4 separate regions of the Sus scrofa genome follow, and all the other regions are linked to region 2. The links are chromatin contacts, called in public Hi-C and promoter capture Hi-C maps. All regions are on one chromosome and are shown on one strand. The core of a region is the stretch at or near the end of the contact, and the rest is flanking DNA. Distances in the headings are between cores, read along the strand shown. Region 1 holds the start of SON (protein SON). Region 2 holds the start of PAXBP1 (PAX3- and PAX7-binding protein 1). Region 3 holds the start of IFNAR1 (interferon (alpha, beta and omega) receptor 1). Region 4 holds the start of TMEM50B (transmembrane protein 50B).

Evidence for each region. Promoter capture Hi-C pulls out the DNA fragments that hold promoters and counts their contacts. A called contact is a pair of places that touch in the nucleus more often than the background predicts.
Region 1: a contact with region 2 is called in a Hi-C map of liver, with 3 times the contacts expected there. The contact joins the promoter of SON here to the promoter of PAXBP1 in region 2. A contact is called at or near these places in 2 of 5 promoter capture datasets (fetal liver and liver) and 2 of 47 Hi-C or Micro-C datasets (heart right ventricle and liver).
Region 3: a contact with region 2 is called in a promoter capture Hi-C map of liver, with 4 times the contacts expected there. The contact joins the promoter of IFNAR1 here to the promoter of PAXBP1 in region 2. A contact is called at or near these places in 2 of 5 promoter capture datasets (fetal liver and liver), 1 of 47 Hi-C or Micro-C datasets (mesenteric adipose tissue) and 1 of 2 datasets of contacts at active chromatin or transcription factors (alveolar macrophages).
Region 4: a Hi-C map of liver shows a contact between it and region 2, with 7 times the contacts expected there. The contact joins the promoter of TMEM50B here to the promoter of PAXBP1 in region 2. A contact is called at or near these places in 1 of 5 promoter capture datasets (fetal liver) and 2 of 47 Hi-C or Micro-C datasets (liver and skeletal muscle).

The regions. Positions count from the first base shown.
Region 1 is chr13:197,160,583-197,163,946 of Sscrofa11.1, reverse strand. SON (protein SON) reads right to left here and starts at 1,872. Exons shown (of 12, transcript XM_005657147.3): 1 at 1,715-1,872. The coding sequence starts at 1,791.
Region 2 is chr13:196,369,723-196,373,229 of Sscrofa11.1, reverse strand. PAXBP1 (PAX3- and PAX7-binding protein 1) reads left to right here and starts at 1,972. Exons shown (of 18, transcript XM_003132753.5): 1 at 1,972-2,452. The coding sequence starts at 2,113. It overlaps LOC106505849 (a long non-coding RNA gene), which reads right to left and starts at 1,835. Exons shown (of 4, transcript XR_001300667.2): 1 at 1,584-1,835.
Region 3 is chr13:196,923,960-196,927,317 of Sscrofa11.1, reverse strand. It overlaps IFNAR1 (interferon (alpha, beta and omega) receptor 1), which reads right to left and starts at 1,440. Exons shown (of 11, transcript NM_213772.1): 1 at 1,374-1,440. The coding sequence starts at 1,440.
Region 4 is chr13:197,091,357-197,094,799 of Sscrofa11.1, reverse strand. TMEM50B (transmembrane protein 50B) reads left to right here and starts at 1,492. Exons shown (of 7, transcript XM_021070935.1): 1 at 1,492-1,651.

The DNA of each region.
Region 1 (3,364 bases), core at 623-3,122, 790 kb before region 2:
GCTGAATATTCCTCTAGTGATAAACTGCTTTAATATTCTTCCGAGACTTTCTTCCCAGAGCTCTTTTACCTATTTCCTAAGCATTTACAAAGTGCTTACCTTACTAAAAATAAGCTGTGGACTTAAAAATTAGAAAAGTAGGTCTGGAAAAAACACCAGTCTATGAGAAAGTGATCATCTTAAGGCTATCAAGATGTTTACTAAACTACTGAAAAGGGGTGGAAATTTCAAAACACCTAAATATCCACCAACACATTCCTAGACCAGAATTCTAGGGAGCCATGAAAAATGTTCCAGACTACTGAGACTGTGATAAAAGACAAACTGGTTCACAATATATAGGCCAAAAAAAAAAAAAAAGATGATCACATTTCACAAAACACGATATTCGGTACACTTGAAAAACATAAAGATCAATAATACGTGTTCTTTAAATTTTCTCTCCTTTACTACAACAAAACTAATACAAAACTGACTTTTAAAAGGTATAGAAACAGGACAGGACAATTAGCCACCATAACTACTTATTGCATCCAACTATTAAAAAATCGTATCACCTTAGTTCAAATCGTTTATCATCCTAAAAATAACCACATTAATAAAATATTTAAAAGCAATTAAATGAGCGGATATATGTCCCACTTAAACAACAATATATCCCGCAAAAAAAAAAAAAAAATATTCTAGCACTACAACGTATCAGTGCCCCAATAACCCTGTTAACTGAGCGCTATTTACAATTTCGTCTTCGACTGATTCTAAAATCCACTTACGTCTGGCTCTTGCTCTTAACTTTAAAATCAACTATAAATACATATGAACTCGGAACAAATATGTATGTTACACAAAGCATAAATACAACCACTGAATAACAGAACCCAGGCGATTTTCCTGTGTAAACAACTCTTTCTTCAGAAATCTTGTTCAAATTTTGTAGAACCAAGGGTAAACTACGTAGCAATGACAAAAGGAGCTTGTTGGTCAAATAGGTCAACTAGGGCAGGGGTAGCAAAAAAATTTAGACCTACTCACAAAGTCCACTTTGCGCTTGCTAAATTAAAAAATTACTAGTAATTCAAAATCCTCTTTCTTCGTCACCCCGAACCCTCTGTCAAAGTAACTAACATTAATTTGAGCTATTTTAATTCAAATTTCTAACCTATTAGAATATTAGAATGATGCCTGGTGGAAACCACAGGACTCTAGGACACAAATAATCTAATTAAAGGATCCCGACCCCCAAATGGTCTGAAGCTTGCAAAAATAAAGCGGATTTAAGATTACCCAAGAAACGGCCGTTAGAGACCCTTTCCGGTCAAAGACACCGGCCGGCGAAATCCGCGGAGGCGGAGAGGGGGAGGGGAGGCGCGGCGGCGGCGGAGGAGGAGCTGAGGAAGGAACTAGGCCCGTCCCTGGTGGACAACTAGGCCTGCACTAGCTAAACAGTAGGAAATGACCAAACGGGAGAGAAGAGTGAGCATCTTAACTCGGTTCTAGGAGAAGGAGCCTGGGATTACCTCGCAAAGGCCCAAGTTACTCGCTGGGAAGGGAGGGAGCGGATGGGGGGGGGGGCGGAAAATGGATCCCAGGCCCAGGCGGGGCTGTAGCGGGGCCTGAGACGAGCAACGACAGCGTCTCCGAAGAAAGGTGCCATGGAAGGCTACGTGGGGCCCCATAGGTCCCTTGGGAGCAAAAGAGTCTGGGAAGCGTTTACCTTGAAAGTTCCTGTTGAATTTCCCGGAATTTACTGACCACGAAAGACCTAAAAATCTGCTCGATGTTGGTCGCCATGGCGTCCGCTCCGTTCTCTCAACTCCTCCTCGCTAGTCCTCCAGGCTCCCAGCATGCCTCGGGAGGAGGCGCAGCGGCCAATTCCGTCTCTCGGCGTCCTGATTGGTTTCTGCGGGAGCGCCCGGACTGGCACGCTCCGCCCCTAAACCAATCAGTGGCCACGGCCACTCTCTCCTCTGCTGTTTCTGAGCGTCTGGGGTAGAGCTGCTGACGTTTGCGCCGCGCACGGCTATGTCCGCCATGTTAGTGACTGACGCAGGCGCCATTACAGGAGAAGTCTCTGTGGAGGCGACTCTGTCAGCTAAAGTTCTCAGGGTCCAATAGTGTTTGGGGGCTTAAGAGGCTTATTTTAGTCACTAAACGCCCAGTGTTAAATTCCCTAAGGAAAGAGTGCAAGGGGGGCAATATGGTGTTTTGACCGGGGCTTCCAACATTCCTGGATGGCACCGAGTTTCGGCAAGACGAGCCATTCCGGGAGACCATTAATCAGCGTCTGCCTCCATATGAAGAACACGTTTTTACCCCCATCTCTCTTCTGTGGTATCCTATAATGGGCCTCATCTTTTTAAATTTTAGCATTAGGGCAGAGGTCGTGAGCGACCTGCATTCAAACCCGGGCTCGTCAGGAGCCAGGCGTGTCACGAGACTTTTCCAAGGTAGCTGACTCGTGAGCAACACACAATTAACTGAGCATGGCTTTAGCATCACGGCGCCCCCCTCCTCAGAGCTCAGGAGGCACTGGGCGGAACAGAGACGATACGTGGCACCCGACACTACAGGGTTACCCTGTAAACGTGCTGGGGCTTGGTAGCCCGGCTCTGGAGCGGGATCAGGCCGCGCCCGAGAGCGGGAGGGGACCACTCTCGATTACCTCGAGGCAGGGACCACTGGCCGCGCGGGCCAATGGGGAAGCGAAGCCCGCCGGGGGCGGGGCGGGGGCGTGACCGCCGGATCCCCCTCGGCCGACTTCCGGCGCGCGGCGAGCCCCTGGTGCCATCCCCGAGGACGGCTGGGTGTCTGCGGGTAAGTTTCGCCACTTTTTGGTAATGTACACTTTTGCTTTGGTTGGGGAATTTAGTATTAGGAACGGTATGAAACTGTAGGAACTGGTTTGGTTCTCGGAATTTTCATCTAGGTTTTAAATGCTGTGAGTGAAGGTTGACCATGTGCCATTCACTTTCAGCTGAGGTTTACATTGGATCTGTCACTTTCCCTGCTTTCTAAGATGTCAGGGCCTTTTTTTTGTCTTTGTGCGTTTTTTTAGGTCAGGCACTTAAATTGCATATTTTCTCGTCGTGCACCCTTTTTGTCTTTAGCAGATTATTTAATCCAATTTTGTAGTTGATTTTTACTTTATTTTATTCACCAGGTACTTGGAAGTGGCTTTTCCTGGCTCTCTGATTCTCGTTATGGTACCCATTTAGATAACTGAGGCCCAGGAAGGTATCCCAGCTAATTCGTTTTTAACTCAAACCTAGGTACTCTGGAGACCTCCTAGCCACTCTGGGTATAGATTCCCTCAGGCCGAGTCCTAATCCTATTTCAGCAGTCAATTACAGCGATCAGGATAATT
Region 2 (3,507 bases), core at 723-3,222:
AGACCAGTCTTTGCCTCTCTATCCAAATTCAATCACCTCTTTTACAGTGGAAGAGCTTTTTGAAGTTTTAGGCCAAGATATGCACATTTCTGCTCTGGACCTCATCTTTGTTACCCCTGTCCTCATCATGTTACTACAAATCTGTCTCTTGGCTCTGAAGGTGGTGTCTAGAGGCTGACCAGGCACAATTTAAATCTTTTGTAATGGAAACGGGAGTTCGGTTTCACCAATGGAACACGCCATTCGAATCAGAACTTAAATCAATGCTGAACAGCCAGAATATTAGAACTTGGAGTAATATGAGGAGAATGAAAGCCAGATGTTATTAACTTTGCCTATTAACTGGGAGAAAATGTTACAGAGGCTACTCTAGGCCTAGACCATTCTTCCAGTTTCCAAAAGTGAGTCATGGGTGGGCAGATCTCAAACCCAATCAGGGAAAACCAGAGAAAAGAGGCAGGTGAGTATGACACAGAAAGTCTTGAGTTTGGGATCTTTTGCTTCAAACTTGGAACTTAAATCTCAAGTGACATTTTGACAGGATGATGTAGGTGAATAGGCACTCGGGTAGGAATACAAATTGGCACAGCTGTTAAAAACAGCAACTTAGAATTAGCAAAATTACAACTGCATACCTTGAGATCTAGTTCATGCTACTAGTGATCATTTTTTGAAGCTTTTCGTTGTGGCATTGATAATTATAGCAAGACTGGAAATAAATTTCATGCCTTTCCCCCACCCCTCTCACGCCTACAGCATGTGGAAGTTCCCAGGCCAGGGATGGAACCCCAGCCACAGCAGTGACCATGCTGGATCCTTAACTGCTAGGCCACCAGGGAACTCCTTTAATACCAATTTTTTTATGCAACTGGCTAAATAAATTATGGTACTTTCAAACAATGGATCACTATGCAGCTGGGTAAAAGAAGAGACACCATTTTACATACAAATATAACTGATCTTCAATTAGACTAAAATGCACTGTTTGCACACTGTGGGAAAAAGGTAATTCACAAAAATATACATCTTTGCTTCTACATTCATAGGCTGTCTCTGCAGGATCGTGAGAAACTTTTAACATTGCCTGCAACCTTCAGGGCTTCTAGGGATGGATGGTTTGTTTGTTTGTTTCACTATATGAATGTCCTTTGTTACCTTTTAAATTTTGAGACATGACAACAAATTCGCACTTACACACATGAGTGAAGGAAAAGGCCCTGTGTTTGCTAATACAATGAGTAAGCTTGCGAGTTCAACTTCAAACACCCGGATCCACCGTTGCCAGTTAAGTTTGTTAACCTCTGTGGCACAAGGCTGAAATGTGTCACAACCATCCCCAGTCCTCAAGTCGATTTTTCCTTCCGTTTCTGAAATCAGCCATGTGTCAGAACTCCTAGCAAACCTGGCATTCTTTGGAAAACACCAAAACACTTTTGCTTTCGTTGTATTAGAGGGAGGGGGGCTAAAAACATCAGGCCAGGTAATATCTGATCATAAATGAAATTCACTGTTTTTGAAAGTTCTCTGTAGCCATTAAGCTGCAGAAATACTAAGTGTTACTCAACAGAGTTAGTAATAATTACCATACAACACCTCAGTTCAGCACACCCTCTGGGCTCCACGCACCCTCACCAAAGGCTTCACCTTCGGGCTCCTCCTCCCGCTCCTCCTCTCGCTCCGCCTCCCGCCCCCTCCCCCTTGTATTTGCCTCTCTCAGCGCTTGGCGGGAGTTTCCTCGCGTGACTAGTCTGCGTAAGTGCGGAAGACGCACTGCAGCACCTTGGGCTGAGGGACGCCGGGTTTACTCTTTCTTTTCGTCTCTATGATCCTCTTTGTGACCCGTCGGAGAGCACTAGAGTCCCAGAGTTGCCTGCCAATAGTCCTCCAGGCCGACAGAGGGCAGTGCAAAAAGCTGACGTTCTCGCGAGAGGGGCGGTGTTCTCTCCACGTAGTGAGAGCGGAGCGCATGCGGGTTCGGTGGTGCGCGGTAGCTGGGGCAAAGACTGGACCTGGCTGGAGCTCGGGAGAGCGCGCGTGCGCGCTGTCGCGAGCTCGGCGCTGCCGGGGCTGCCGTGTAGGAGTGGGCATACGACCGCGGTGCGGGCCGCAGGCATGTTCCGAAAGGCCCGGCGAGTGAACGTGCGCAAGCGGAATGACTCGGAGGAGGAGGAGCGAGAGCGTGATGAAGAGCAGGAGCCTCCACCGTTGCTGCCGCCGCCGGGCACCGGCGAAGAGCCGGGCCCCGGCGACAGGGCCCCCGGGGGGGAGTCACTGCTGGGCCCGGGGCTGCCGCCGCCACCCTCCGCGCTGGCTCCTGGCCCCGGAACCGAGGCCGGGGGTTGCTTCCCGGGCGGCGCGGAGCCCGGCAACGGGCTGAAGCCGCGCAAGAGGCCGCGCGAGAACAAAGAGGTGCCCCGGGCCAGCCTGCTCAGCTTCCAGGACGAGGACGAAGGTAACTGCCGCGCTTCAGCGCCCCCAGACCCCGACATCCGTTTCCCCGGCCCCGACCGCGGGTCTCCGCATTCCCCTGACGCTCAGCCTCAGCCCCCGAGAAAGGAGCCCTTTCCCGCCGGATCTGCTGTACGTTTTCCCCGCCTCCGGCCTTCTGCTTTGGCAGGGGATGCGTTCCTGCGCCGCCACCAACCTTTTCTTAACTACCGCCTCCTTTTCGTCGTCTCGAACATTTTCTACTCCGAGGGGCCGGATCTCAGATTAGTCATTTAGAGTTTTTCAAGAAAAAATTCCGTGTTCCCTACTCTGCCTCTTCCTGGCAGGTGTGTTTTAGGGAGAACTCGAGTCGTATCCCCTGACTGCTCTTGGCACGTTCTCTGAGCCCTCTGCAGGTCAGTGTACCCAGTGGTATATGCACTGTACCCAGTAGTGACCCAGGTCACTGTACCCAGTAGGTAGGTCTCTTGGTCTCCTGGTCCTTGTCAGGCATCCTTGCTCAGGAAGGCAGGGTGTGTAAAGAGGAGTACTAGATTTGGGAACAGAAGCTCTGGTTGAAGAACTGGTTCTGAGTGACCTTGAACTAGTCCCTGGCGATCGCCGAGCCTCAGTTTACCCATGAAAGTGAATGGGGCTACAAACGTGCAGGCTTCCTCAAATTGACGCTTGGACAATGAAGCGAGGCGGTGTGAGGGGCCAGGCTGCAGTGGATTTAGATTTCTGATCCTAAATGAGCCGTAAGTCATTTCACTTGCCAAATTGTTGAGTGTGTAATATAACCCAATTAAGTGTATGTTGTAAAAAACGAAATCAAGACTTGTAAATCTCACATCTCGATGCAGGAACGCTTTCTTGTTTCTAGTAATAGGCAGTTTGTCTTTGGCTTTTGTGTGATTTTTTTTTTTTTTTTGGAGAGGAGTCCAGCCATTTTTTTGTTTTTGGTGATACAGGAACAATTTGCTAAAGTATTTTTGTTTGACTTTAACGTTTTCAAATTAAAGATGATGGCCACATCATCAAAACTTGTTTTTGAAAAGTGATTCTTTCTCAGCTTAGTAT
Region 3 (3,358 bases), core at 191-2,690, 550 kb before region 2:
TATTTATTTATTTATTTACTGTTATTTGAGGGCCACACCTGCGGCATATGGAAGTTCCCAGGCTAGGGGTCAAACTGGTGCTGCAGCTGCTGGCCTATACCAGAGCCACAGCAATGCCAGATCCGAGCCACATCTGCAACCCACACCACAGCTCATGGCAATGCCGGATCCTTAACCCACTGGACAAGGCTAGGGATCACACCCGCATCCTCTTGGATACTAGCTGCGTTCACAACTGCTGAGCCACAAGGGAACTCCAGGTAACCTCATTTAAAATGAAGTCAGAAGGCCAGAACCTGGGAGTCTTCAGGCACTTGCCCTCACCATCAACTACAGCAGCCAGCCATAACGTCAATCAATGTCAATTACATCCCTCGGCAGGAGGAACTGTCCTCTCCCTAACAAGCCCGGCCAACGGGAAACGCCAAACTCTCCTCAACCCTTGCTTTCATCCAATGAACTTTGCTCAAAACAACCCCACTGGACTTCCTCCTTTTTCTCTGTAAAGTAACATTCTTCTTTTTTTTGGTTGTTGGAATTGCGTATGATTTTTGCTATAGCTTGCTTGTCCCAAACTGCCATTCCTCTGCTTATTCTGGAAGAAACTCATTGTGATGGTAAAATAACTGCCCGTTTTATTTTTTAGGACAAGATCGGATACCATGTACCCCAGAAAATCAGGGTCTGGTTTTCTAAGCAGTTAAGTATTTTCAAGTCCTCCAGGTGGCCTCACCAACCCCTGGACTCCTGCTCTCGTTTGCCAGGCCCTGTTTGTGTGTGGGTCCTCCTCCTCCTACAAAGTCAACCTTATCACAGCTGCATTCCCCCACCCAACCCAGCTAAGCCAAGAAAGACAGCAAACGAGCCTGGTGACTCCCAGCCTTTGCATTTTGGCTGTGTACTTTTTCTTTTATTATTACTTTTTTATTAGACTGTACGAACCCTGAGGGCAGAGAAATCCTCCCACGTAGGACCAATTAACTATTTACTAAGTGGAGGAAACGCGTTTCAAGATCGGCAGCATAGCTCATGGCTAAAGCCTTTATTATTATTTAACGGTCCAGTCGAGCTACCGGATTTTTCGGAAAGAAAGAGACTTCACCCCAAGGATCAGGCACACCCAACCCTGCGGGGGTGGGAATCCAAGGAGCAGGCACAGGGCAGAAGTGATGGCAAGGAGGACGCCCCCAAAGGAGCGGTGTGGAAAGATCTCTGACGTCACTTCTTTGTCGAAATGTGAGCCCTGAAACTAGAGGCCTCCCAGAGGGGATGTCTGTCTCTCCCACCCACTTCCCCTGGCCGAGGTCTCCCATGCCGCCGCCATCCAGCCTCGCGCCCTGCCCCCCACCTGCGCCGGGACCCCTAATTCTCACCTGCGGGCAACACCCACGGAGCCCCAGCGACCAGCATCAGGGTCGTCGCACCCAGAAACCCGAGCATCGTCCGCGGGCGGCCGCCGGCCCTTCCAATCACGTCTTCGGCCACATCAGGAAGCGCGGCGCAAGGGAAACTTGGGTGCACAGGCCACCCCCGGACCTGGGACCCGTGCGGCCCTGTCCCCTCGCGCCGCTCGCGCCCCGCCCCTCCACAGTCGCCCCGCCCCACGCTCATCACCCCCCGCCATCGACTCCCGCGCACGCGCCGTGCCTTCTGCGCGTGCCACCGTCCGCGCACGCGCGTGGGACGGCAGGGGCCGCCCAGACTCCACCGCCTGCCCCCCGCCCCCTTTCCGGAAAGTGACAGCTCACTTGCTGTCCACCCTCGCTTTCCGGGAAGACTGCGCGTAACTCGAGGGCTTGACCCTGGCAGGAACGCGGAGATTCGCCAGTGCGCCTGCGCAAATTTCGAGGCGGGTGTTTCCTCCCAACCCCCTCGCTAATTGCAGCCGGCGGGCAACCTCTGCGCTCTCTGCTCGCACCCTACTGTGCCCGGTCTCGGACTCCGGAGTCTGGCAAAGCGGTGTTGGGGCGGATTTGGTCCTAAGGGAGGAAGCAGTGGGGAGAGTTTCCGAGCGGGCCAGGCCATTTCCTTTGTTCTGAGCGCTGTGAGCAAAGTGCAGGCGCCTCCGAGTGAAGCCGAGACGCGTTGATCTTGGCCTGGGGCGCAAGGGCCTCTTTGAGAAGATGGTGACGGCTTCTGGGCTTTGGGGGTGGTGTCCAGAACAACGCTCTCCAAGCTCTTTTGATCTTCTGCCCTTATCAGTAAAAGGTTTGAGTCCATCATTCAAACGGTTATTTAAGCACCTTAATAATCAATTATGTATCTTATAAAAATTCGCAAAAAGGGAGTTCCCGGCCTGGCGCAGCAAAAACGAATCCGACTAGGAACCATGAGGTTGCGGGTTTAATCCTTGGCCTCGCTCAGGGGGTTAAGGGTCTGACATTGCCGTGAGCTGTGGTGTAGGTCACAGACACTGCTTGGATCTGGCGTTGCTGTGGCTGTGGCTAGGCCGGCAGCTGCGGCTCCCATTCGACCCCCAGCTTGGGAACCTCCATAAGCCGTGGGTGGGGCCCTAAAAATAAAAAGCAAATATAAATAAATAAACTGTTTAAAAAATTAAAAATACTCAAAAGGGAAAATATAAAGGGTGAAAGATGAAATAAGCAAATGCTTAGCTGTTAATTACAACTAAACAATTTAATTATAAATTGTAAGGTTAAATGAGTATTTGTAGAGAACTATGGGCTTGAATATTGCCTTATAAAAACTTTGAGGTATAATTTACATACTGTGAAATTCATCCATTTTAAGTGAACAATGACTTTAGTAAATTTATCCAGTTTTGGGGCCTCATTTTTAAAAACATTGGATTATTATTTTGTGACTCATCAATTTTCAGGTTTGATTCTCAGTTTGTTAGTGTTTTGCTTTAATAACAGCATAGATGGAAAAATACCCCCGGAGAATCTGGGGATCTAAAGGGAAGAAGGAAGTTCCTGGTTGCACTTATTAATCATACTCATTTAAAGCCTTTACCACGACTCTTTTTTAAATTTTTTGTTGAAGTACAGTTGATTTACAATGTTGTGATAATGAATGTCTGCTGTACATCAAAGTGATTCAGGTGTACGTGTACATCCATCCATTCTCTTTCAGATTCGTTTCCCACATAGATGATCACAGAAGGTCCCCATTGGCCAACTGCCAGAGACCAGCTCCAGCAGCCGGGGAGTGGCACACCCTGTCGGGGATGGACAGTGTGGTCAGAGGCACACAGAGACAGACAGCCTCTTTGTCCCTTCCTTCAGGGGCGCTGAACTGCTCAAATTTTATTGGCATGGTGATTATTTATACAGTTTAATTGTAGATTCCATCATCGTTTCCAGATTTTACAGTACAATAGATATACATTATGTTC
Region 4 (3,443 bases), core at 243-2,742, 720 kb before region 2:
GGGCTAGGGGTCAAATTGGAGCTGCAGCTGTGGCATGGCTGGATCCCTAACCCACCACGCGAGGCCAGGGATTGAACCCACATCCTCACAGACACTATGTTGGGTTCTTAACCTGCTGAGCCACAATGGGAACTGCCCCCAAAAAGTAAGATTTTAAAAAGTCAACTTTTATAGATCAGTAATCTAACTAGTTTTAAGGTTGCAAATGTTTCAAAAGTAATTTATTTAACAAATAATTACTGAGCATCTAGATCCTAGCATATGTGTCAGGATGATGGGTAATATAACTACAAATGTATTATTTGCCAAATGACAGAATATAAAAGATAGAAAAATAACATCCATGAAAATGAGAACTGAGAGATAGTGGAAAAATAAAAAGCAGAGGTTGTTTCTCTTACATGTATAAGATTTATAGGAGTAACAGGAATATAAGAGAGTGGCATTTTGTGACAACTTGGAACACAAAACCTTTTATTTCATTATATTTCAGGGGAAAACATTTTTAGAATCCCATTGAAAATACCTGGACTTTTACACAATGTCTTTTCCCCAAATAACTAATTACACTTTATATTCTGTAGGAAATTCAGACCAGGCTTTCAAAGGCTATTGAAGTTACACTGAAAATTCAAGATGTATCCTCTTTAAAGGAGACAGTAGGAAGATACTGGACCACGAGAAAGCAAAAATCTGGTAGATAGCCAGGAAAACATAAGAACAGAATTAAGACTAGTTAGTTGTAGGGAATTCCCCGTTGTGGCTCAGCGGGTTAAGAATCCAACTAGTGTCCATGAGGACGCGGGTTTGATCCGCTCAGCGTGTTAAGGATCTGGCTTGGCTGCAAGCTGTGGGTAGGTCACAGATGCAGCTCGGATCTCGTGTTGCTGTGGCTGGGGACCAGGAACATCCATAAGCCATGGGTGCGGCCCTAGTAAGAAAATAGAAAAACCAAAAAAAAAAAAAAAAAAAAAAAAAAAGCAAAAAATAAAAGGCGTAGTTGTACTGTACCGGTAACTTCGGGTTGCTGTACTAGTTGGTAGCCTTGGACCAGAAATCTCACCTTTCTAGGCCTCCATTTCTGAGCGTTAGGGATTGGAAAAGGTCACTTCTAGAGACCCCCCGTTTCTGAGAACCTCCTGGAGTACACGCCCTACCCTGGGCTGCTCTCGGTCAAAGCCGCTTAACCCAGGGGCAAAGACAACCTCCGCTCTCTAGGTCTTGGGCTCCTCCCACACGTGTGATTTCACCGATGCTGCACTTGAAGTCCTTGAGCGGAAACGCAGCACTGATGCCGCCCAGAAAACAACAGAGGGGTCAGGTCAGCGCTGCCGCGAATCACAAGGCGCAGAGTCCAGCCAGCAGCTCCCAGGGGGCCGCAGAACGACCGCCCTCACCCCGCCCCTTGGCTGCCTCGCCCCGCCCCTAGATCCTTGCCCCGCCTCCGGCCGGCCACTTGCTGCACGCCGATTGGTTGCTTCCCTGCGCACGGCGCCGCGCCCCGCCCCACCGGCGCCCTCGCCTCACGCCCGCCGCCCGCTCCCGGCTCCCGGGGGCTGAAGTGGAGCGGAGGACGCGGGCTAGACAGCTGCACGGCAGCTTCCTCCTCTGCGCGCGCGCCTCGCGTTGGCGTGGGCGTGGGGGAAGCCGGGTGAGTGCGGGCAGTCAGTTTCGGGGCGTGCTGGGGGCTAGCGCCCACCGCCTGCTCTTGGAGAGGCGTCCTCAGCCGGCCCGGCCTGCGAGGGACGACAGCGCCCGGCCTTTCCCGTGCGCGGTGCGCGGCGTCGCGGGGCGGAGCGGGTTCGCGGAGCATACGGGCGGCCTGCGGGGCGGGGGCCTCCGCCGCTCCCTGCTCACCAGCCCATGTCTTCTTGGGCGCCCGGGGAGCGCGTTCGGCCGGGGCAGGCAGCTACGCCGCGTTATCTCGCCGTCGACTTGCTTCCCTGGAGGATCTGCACAGGTTTCCATCCCGAACCTGTCAGCTTCACCGCGGTGCCCGGCGCAGGGGAGAGACGTGCGGCCCGCACTCGGCGTCTGGGGGCCTTTCGAGGACTTGCTCACCCCTCCCGTTTGGTCTCAGCCTCTGCTGGCGATGTTGTTAAGTGTTTGGTGGACTTTTCCGACTCGCTCCTTAGGAGAGTAGGGACAGAGGTGGAAAGAGGGAATAGAGGAGGGTCAACATTCTTTCCAGGATTAATCATAAAGTGTTGAGTGTCCTTTTAGATGAGGAGCGTAGCCCAGGTAGCAATGGTAGTTGTGCTGGGGAAGACGCTTGGTTTTTAACCAATAAATTGGCTTCCGAGTTCATCACTGGAAGGTGCTTAATCGGAAAGGTAAATATATAACCTTTTAAAGCCAAAGCAGTAATGAGATTGTCCTCGCTCGCTCCCTGCTGCTAGCGCTGTGCATGCGTGTGTGTGTGTGTGTGTGTGTGTGTGTGTGTGTTGGGGAGAGTCAAGCTCCGATTGGAGTGAATGTGTAACCAGCGTTATACCTCTCAAAGACATTAATTTCTCTTTTCGGAGTGTCCCACCTCTTCGCGCCAACTCTTCACCGACTTGCACTTTATATAAATCCCCTTTCTTAACATTTCCCAAGCCTCCTACTCCCAGGCTTGTCACGCTTCTTTTACATCATCTTCGGTCAGGGTCAGTTGTCTTCTCTTCTGTCATACTGTTCAGACGTAGAACAGACGTTAGGCATTTTTTACCGGTAATAGTGTGGCAGGCCTCCTCGTTCTTAAAATGAAAACAAGACGTTCTCTTGAATAATGATGCGGCAGGAAAAAGCTGGTGTAATGAGAGCCGGGGAAGGATGTCGTGTTTCTCTTCCGGAGACACGCCCTCCCCACCCCCCATCCTTCTCTGCCCGCTAGGATCACAGCAGCCTTAACTGGCTGATTATTTCCGAATTCATTTTCTGGAGTCTAAGGTAAAGAATTTATCTTATTATTTTATCCTTATCGGCTCCTTTTAAGTGATTACAATATATTCAGGTTGTAAACATTTTAAAAATATTACAGAGGAACATCAAGTAAAAAATTCAGAGTGCGCAGAAGAGTATCAAGAAAAAAGTTAGACTTCCTTGATTTTGGACGTTGCATACTTTACATCCTCAATTCCAGTCCCTAGGAGGGGATTGTGCCATAATACTGTTGGGCAACTACTTTAATATAAAGATACATTAGCTTAAAAAAAAATTAAAGATACATTAACTTAGTACATGCTGACCTATCTCATTTTTGGATGTACTGTTTGGATGTACTCTTTAATTTTTTTTTTTTTTTTGGCCATGCCTGCCGCAGGTGGAAGTTACCAGGCCAGGGTTGGAACCTGCACCACAGCTGTGATCTGAGCCACAGCAGTGACAGCCATGGATCCTTAACCTGCTGTGCCACCAGGGAACTCTGGAAATACTCAAATTTTCTCGATCCCTTAATGATG